Regions from separate parts of the Anser cygnoides genome. Here region 2 is linked to region 1. A link is a contact called in public Hi-C data. All regions are on one chromosome and are shown on one strand. The core of a region is the stretch at or near the end of the contact, and the rest is flanking DNA. Distances in the headings are between cores, read along the strand shown.

Region 1 (3,565 bases), core at 327-2,826:
TCCAGAAAAACCTGAAACTGGACAAAACAAACAAGCCAATAAATTAATATTAATAATAATAATATAAGTAGATTCTGAGGCTGGAGTAATTTTTCATCCAAAATTATTTTGGTCAGAAAATGCAAGCTTCTGTGTCTTTTATATTACTCACCAAAATGGCTAAGACCTTTTTTGTGGAACTGTGCACGTACACTTGTTGCCACCTGTATCTAGTCTCTGAAGCAGTCAAACAATGACAAAATCCAAGTGAGTAATGGCATTTTTTTCCCCTAAGAGTTTATGTATGCAAGGATTTATATATCCTGTTGTAATGTGACTGAGTTACCATGTGTGGTAGCTTCAGAAATAGAAGCAGTGTGAACTTCCTTACCAGTCAAGGAACTGGTCTACACACTTATTCAGTAAAATGCCAGATTACAGAGCAAGTTCAGTAAGACCAATGGTGATGCCAAAGCTTACTCCTGATGAGACCAGAGTGGTGTCAGTCACCCCACATGCAAGCTAGATAGGAAATTTGGCCTCTGCTCAAACTGAGCAAGACTCTTAAGTTGAAACTGTTGGGTTGGTCATTTTGGAAGCCTGAATTCCTCCCTGTCTTGGAAAGGAATCCCTCGTGTGTTACACTCCAGCCTGGAGTGTAATCAATTCAATCTCTGTTTCTTTCTTTATTTGAACACGCTGCTACTGTTGCCAGTTAAACAGCAAAATGAGGTCAAAAACCACATTTGGAACAGAAATGCTTGTGTTGGTTTAAGGGCAAACTGCCTTTCTGCAGCAGCATTCTGCCCTTGGTGGCAGAGAGGTCATGTCCGTGCACTTTGGCTCTCTTGGTCCCAAATGTCTGCCCCTAACCCTAGGCTCTGAGCTATCCCAGCAGGTCAGTGCTGGCCAGGTCAAGGTAATGGTATGTTGTCTGCATAACAGCCTTGCTTTTGGCTGGCCATGCAGCACAAGGGTTACAAACAGTTCAGCAGGTAGCAGCATCCTAAATTGCTGCTATTAAATTTGGTGTTGCGTGCTTGACCTATGCCCTTAAAAGCTTTTCTGGAACCGGTCTCATTTGTTAAGCCAGCAACTAGAGCTTTGCAATTTCTAAGTTTGTTTTAGTAAACTGATCTTATCTGAAGATCAAAATAGATTTTGAGGGTGCCAAATGCTGTACTCTGCTTGCACTTGTCAGAGCTGATGAAGGTTTCAGGTCGAACATCGCGTTGGGCTCAGCCGTTCCTCGTGTTCCTGTCAGCTTTGGCGAGGCTGTGAGAGGGAGGCGAACCCTCCCGTCCTGCATCATGATCTGACTTCTTGTTTGGTTGTCTGCAGTACACACTGCACTCCAATCTCTGGTTCGATCTGTTGTTATCACAAAAGGTTATGTTTCAGAAAGCCAATATTTAGTTTGGCACACGTGGCATTTTTCTTTTCTGTATCTTACTATTAAATCCCTGACGGAGAGCGTGTTGCTGGATAATGACACACAGATGTCCTCCTTTGGATTTAGGTAATTAAATTGCAGGTGCTGCTAGAGGAATCCTTTCTTCTCTCTATCCAAAGTAATAATAGGCATCTTGTAAAACTTGTCACGTACTTTTATTCTTTCAGCCTCAAACAGAATGAGTTCTGCAGTAACGTTTGGTGGCAGACATCTGCGGGGCTGAGAGTTTTATTTTTCACCTTTATTACTGGTGGTTCAGAGATGCTGAAACACCTTACAACACGTGAGGAGCATTGCACAGCAACTCCAGCGTGTGCTCAGAGGGGCTGGAGAGATGTGGCCAGGAAAGCAGGCTCGGGAGGGCAGCCATCACAGCCAGGTGTGCCTCAGGCCTCACAGATGCTTGGCGGGGAGGGGACTTGGGAGTCCTGGAGCAGGCCCAGATGGGAGACACACTGCTTCTTAGGGATTTCTTCCCGAGTATGGTGGTGGCGGACAGGAGGCATTAAACCACAAACAAGACAAGGTGTCTGCCAATCTGCAGCTTGGGGCGTGAGAGCTGAGTGGAGAGGTGCTTCATGGCCTATGCTGTGTGTGGTGGGTGGTGTCTGCCTATGCACAGAGCTGCTGTTGGGGTAAGCAGGCAGCATTTGGGTGCTTTTCTTTCCCCACAGACCCCAGCTGTCCCCACAGCCTTCAGAAAAGGCAGCACAGGGTCATATCTTTGCACTGTGGCACAGATGGGCCTGTGTCCGGTTTGTCCACAAGGATGGTGGAAATGCTCCTGCACCATACCGTCACCCAAAAAAGAGTTGAACTTTCCCTTCCACCATCCCTGCAGCACGGCCAAAGCCCACGGCCAGCTGTGAGCACGGGGTTTGGTAGCTCCGCGATCCTTCATTGTGTGCTTGTAGCCACGCTGTAGTGTGGAGCAAGGCCCCCCAGGCATTTCCTACATGCATCACAGATGCAATTAAATACAGGGGGGTGTAGGACAAAATAGGCTTGTCTGTTGCTGTTTTGTCAAAATGCAACCAGGACAAATGCAAACTAATTATAAATCTAGACAACTCCCATGTAAAACGCAGCGGTGTGTCATGCGTGTGCCAACACACAGAGCCATTAGTCAGTTGTTGTTCAGGCAAAATTCCCACTGAGTAAGGTCAGAGTAATCACCTCAGGATCTGGCCCTCCTGCCTTCCCCTCCAGCTGCTGTAATGCTCTCTGTGTGATGAGCACAAGGTCCTTTCTGATCTCCGCCAGGTGCGTGTCCCGTACCCAGCGCCGTGCTGAGTCAAGGCCAGGCTTGGCACGGCACCTGGATGTTGCCCATCCTCTCCAGGAGGAGACAAAACCTCCTGGGCTGCCGCATGCTGTCCCCCCGCAGATCCCTCCATTGCTGCATCATGTTGCCAAAATCACCACAGCTGTCTATCAGAGGCCGAGCACCTTCATTATCTCCCCGTCTTCCCCTGGCCATGCCCTCAGCCCACTCTCCCTACTGCTATCTGGTGCACAAGCCCACCCGGCCTTCACATGCTTGCTCAGCCCATGGCCTCCCGCCGCAGCTTCCTGGAGGCAGGGCCACCTCTTTGGGCAGGCCTGGGGCCCACGTATGCCCTCAGGGCCAGTCATGGTAAATTCACCGTACTCTTGAATGCTTTTCTCCGTGTGAGGAGATGCCTCTCTCCCGCCCACAACCCCTCTCTCCAGCTCAAGGCACCCCTCTGCTTCTAATCTGCAGGGATGTACAAAGCCCTTCTTGCGCCTTTCCCCAAGTCAGTGCTGCTCCTGAGCCTTGCAGGGCTCTCCGGAGGTCCCTGAGGTTGTTCTGGCTCCCTTATTGTGGAACAGCTCTCAGGATTTGAACTGGACACCGCTAGGCATGGGGTGAGGTTGCCCCCATGCCGTGCTGCGTTCCCACTCCTCTATTTTGGGTGTTCCCTGTATCCCTCTCCCCATCTCTTTTGTCTCCCTGCAGGGAGGGATTGCATACGTAACTTAAATACCAGGGTCTGTCACTATCCTCCCAGTGCTCCCCACTCACCCGCCCCGTAACATGTACCTCCCTCCTGGGGCTTGCATGCTTGCCCCACACCAGCTCCCCTCTGCCCTCCTTCCTCTCCGCGCTCC
Region 2 (3,565 bases), core at 412-2,911, 43 kb after region 1:
CACGTTTCTAAACATATTCCACAAATAAAAAGCGTAAAAACCATTCTACCTTATTTTTAGGGGATGCTTTAATTTCAATGGCAAAATCAGCCAGCTGTGGTACTATTTTGATTAGGCCTCGCTACACATCAAGTCTGAAGCCTACTCCAAAGCTTCAGTGGTAGGTGGGCCTGTGGGTTAACCAGATAACGCATCCTCTGCCACTCTGAGGTCTTTTCCATTTTATTCACAGACAGTACAGTTACCCTATGCAAACATTCAATTCTCCCTCTTCCCTTTTAACAAGGAGCACCTTATCTCCCCTACTCCGCTACGTAAGCCATGCCTACAGCAAATTCAGGCTGGCAAGATGCCCCCCTACCCCAGCAATCTTGCAGAAGACGGGCTCACAAACACCGTCAGTCCCGGGCCAGCTTATCTCCTGCTGCTGCAGGAACCGCAACAAGGGAAACCTTCTGCGACTCAACCACCTCACACCCCGAAGAGCGAACTGCAGAATCAGCTCGTGAGCTGGCGGAGATCCCAGCAATCGAGGTGGAGCTGGAAAAGCTCCATCAGCGCGACTTGGCCACGCTCCCCACCTCCTGCACAGATGCTGACCTGTCGGGAAGTTACCGCTGTCCCTCAAAACAGCGGGATGCTTCCAAAGCGCACCCCAAAACCCTCCGTCCTCCTTCTTTTGGGATCGTGCCATGCCCTCCATTGGGGGCGGCCGAGCTCCAGCGTGTTCCCACCAAACGGTGCCTTGCCCTGGAAGGAGACGTGAGGCACGGAGAGCCTCCAGACCTCATTCTGTGTTTTCACTCCTTTTGCAAGGACTGAAGCACGGGACCAGGGCAGGGCAAAATGCCTTGCGAGCGGCCCCAAGCGAACAGGCGGGCCCATGCTGCAGCTCTTCCCGAGCCACTTCGAGCGGCCAAGAGTCGCTCTTCCTGGCCCCACCACATCTCGTGGTGGCCTGGGCTTCACCTGAGTGCGACAAGGGCCACGTTCGCCCGGGGAATGGTTAATTTCGAGGCTGTCTTCGCCACGTCTGGTCACACGCGTGGCTGCCACGGGCTGCGTGCGCGGGGCTGGGCTCGCCTGGTTTGCTCGCTTTCCAGCAAGTGCCAAAGGTCCGTGACTCTGGGCTACACTGCCTGCTTTGCCACCCCAAAAATAAGGTTACGCCGGCAGGGCGGACAGCATTATAACCCAGTTTGGCCTCGGAAGCGTCTGAACCGCCGTTACGCATTTGCATGCACTGTGTAGGTGAACCAAAAAATAATAATAAAATAAAATAAGAAAAGCGAAATCCCCGACGTTTTGGGGGGTCTCCTCCCAAAGCGGGCACAGCCGAGCCTTTCCACCCTGCCTTCCCCCCGCACCGTGCCCGGTCCCCGTCTTACTTCTCGTCCACATGGAGGCTGGGCGAGCACTTGATGGCGAGCCAGGTCTTCCAGTGGAGGTGGCGCACCTTGTACACCTGCCCGAAGCCCCCCGAGCCGATCTTCTCCCAGCTGCCGAACTCGCTCTCCTCGAAGGCTCTCAGCAGCCCCACGGCCCAGGGGGAGCCGCTGTCCCGCGACATGGCTGAGACCGACCCTGCCCTGCCCTGCCCGGCTCGGCTCGGCTCGGCTCGGCACCGCCGCCCTCCCCGCGCCGGCCCAGGTGAGTCAGGTGCGGCCGAGGGGGGGAGGCGGCGCCGTCATTTCCTGGGCCGGGCCCGGCCCCGCCGCCATGGCGCTGGCCCCGCCGCCTCCGTGCGCGACGGGGAGGAGAAGCTCGGGCCCCGGGGGGCGGCCGCCCCCTGCTGCCTGCCCGGCTCCTGCCCCCGGGAGCGGGGCTCCGCTGTGAGGGCAGCCCCGAAGGGTGTCCTCGGCTCCTCGGGCAGCAGCGCAGTGGGCGAGCTGTGGCAATTAAGTTATTAAATAAAAGGGGGTGACTGCTCGCTCTGCTTTTCTTCTAACAGGGCCTGCGTCCCTCTGGCACAAGGGAAACCCTTCATCTACCCTTCATCAACCCTGTATCTCCCAGACCCATCCTGCAGAGGATGGAGGCCGCCCGGGCACGTTAGAAGCATTTCTTAGGCTCTGGGAAACTGTGCTGCCACACACTCGTGCGTCTATGCCTTGCAGTTGCCTTGGCACGAGGGATTTTGATTAGCCCAGCTGCAAACATCAATCCCTGAATCGTTTTTTGGGTCTAATTGCAGGTACCGCAGGACCGATGGATGAGGCGTAATCAGTTGCTGAGACACTGCAGCTGAAAAGGAGGGAGCCTGCAACCTTTGGTACATAACATAATCCTGAGGAGGCTACTCCTATCTGCATCGTGACCTTCACGCCTATCACATGGCTAAAGGTTAATAAAGCTCGTGTTTGTTTGTTATAATGAATATCAGACTCGAGTTTGTTGTTCTAGGCAGTTAGTGTACAATTTACTCTGGCGAGTTAGGCAACAGACAGAGGACAATGTGTTTTAAAGCCAGGGTAATATAAGTAAGTCACTTTGTTGTCTTTGCAAAGCTCCATTTTAAAAGAATCTATAGAAACATTTAATTACTCCCAAGGCACGGGACATCAAGTCTGTTCTCAGGGCTTTATTCCACATGGACTACTTCCTGCTTAATTTACTCTGGATTAAATGAAACAATTGCTTACTCTGAATGAGAACATATATACATAAATACATTAGGAATAAGAAATAACTGTGAGTAGAGACAAACCCTTAGGCCACCTGTGTGACCCAACAGTACACCTCTGTCTGACCTCCTCCTCTTGGCTATCATCCTGACTTGTTCCTTGTTTTGATTTGGGTTCAGCAGGATCCATGTGGAGGGACTTCTGTGCTCTCAAGAAGCTCTGCTTAAATTGAAGAAATTTGCAGAACCAGGGCCTTGGACACTGTGTCTTCTGGAGGTGTGCATGACTGACTGCCCAACAGTACACCAAGTGTTTTATTCCACTAATGATACATTACCATTCAAACACCTCTTTCATTAGACAGATGGCAAAAACTGTAAAACAAAATGAACTATGCAAAACTCAGGTTGCAGCTGAGTTTAAGCAAGAAATGGGTTGTGTACCTTCTACCTGTACTGTGATTGGAGAGCTAATTCAGCACACACCAGCAGCAAAGGAGAGCTCATGACAGAACATGAAAAGAGCTGGTCTAAGAGAATTTAGATTACTCAAGTGCTTTCAAAAAGGCTAGGCCTAAATAAAAGCCACACTTAAGGTGCCTAGAGAACGGCTACTCAGCCTCAGAGGTTTTAGTTGGTGAAGTGTAGGAAAGCTGGAAAAGGGCACCAGAAGAGCTCCTCTTAAAGACGCACAGAAAGATGGTGGCAAAGGAATCCCAGAGCAGTCAGCTCCCCAGTTAAAAATAAATAAAACACGCTAGCAGCTAATCAGGATGGCAAAGAGCAGCCAATACTAGCTTTATTGAAAACAAATCATGTGAAACCAGCCTACTGTATCTTTCTGTGGCAAGGTAACCAACCTTGTTTATCTTCTCCTCTCATGTGCATGTACAGGGCATCACAAAGAAAACTCCCCTTCTTACTCTTGTTTCTCTACTTGCG

The links. Hi-C and Micro-C count contacts between places; a contact is called where the count stands out from the background.
Region 2: a contact with region 1 is called in a Hi-C map of liver, with 2.9 times the contacts expected there. The contact joins the promoter of RIPK4 here to the enhancer-like site in region 1. A contact is called at or near these places in 4 of 7 Hi-C or Micro-C datasets (granulosa cells and liver).

Annotation. Positions count from the first base shown.
Region 1 is chr1:117,186,030-117,189,594 of Taihu_goose_T2T_genome, forward strand. No RefSeq gene overlaps it. Among named protein-coding and RNA genes, the nearest start is that of TMPRSS2, 40 kb to the left of the region's middle. Within about 2 kb of position 1,577, at least 2 of the 3 cell types and tissues checked have open chromatin away from gene starts, as enhancers often do. A contact at or near this core is called in liver, where this site is marked.
Region 2 is chr1:117,228,716-117,232,280 of Taihu_goose_T2T_genome, forward strand. It overlaps RIPK4 (receptor interacting serine/threonine kinase 4), which reads right to left and starts at 1,662. Exons shown (of 8, transcript XM_013181231.3): 1 at 1,389-1,662. The coding sequence starts at 1,570. It overlaps LOC125183659 (a long non-coding RNA gene), which reads left to right and starts at 1,669. Exons shown (of 3, transcript XR_007166003.2): 1 at 1,669-2,098; 2 at 2,195-2,343; 3 at 2,807-3,253.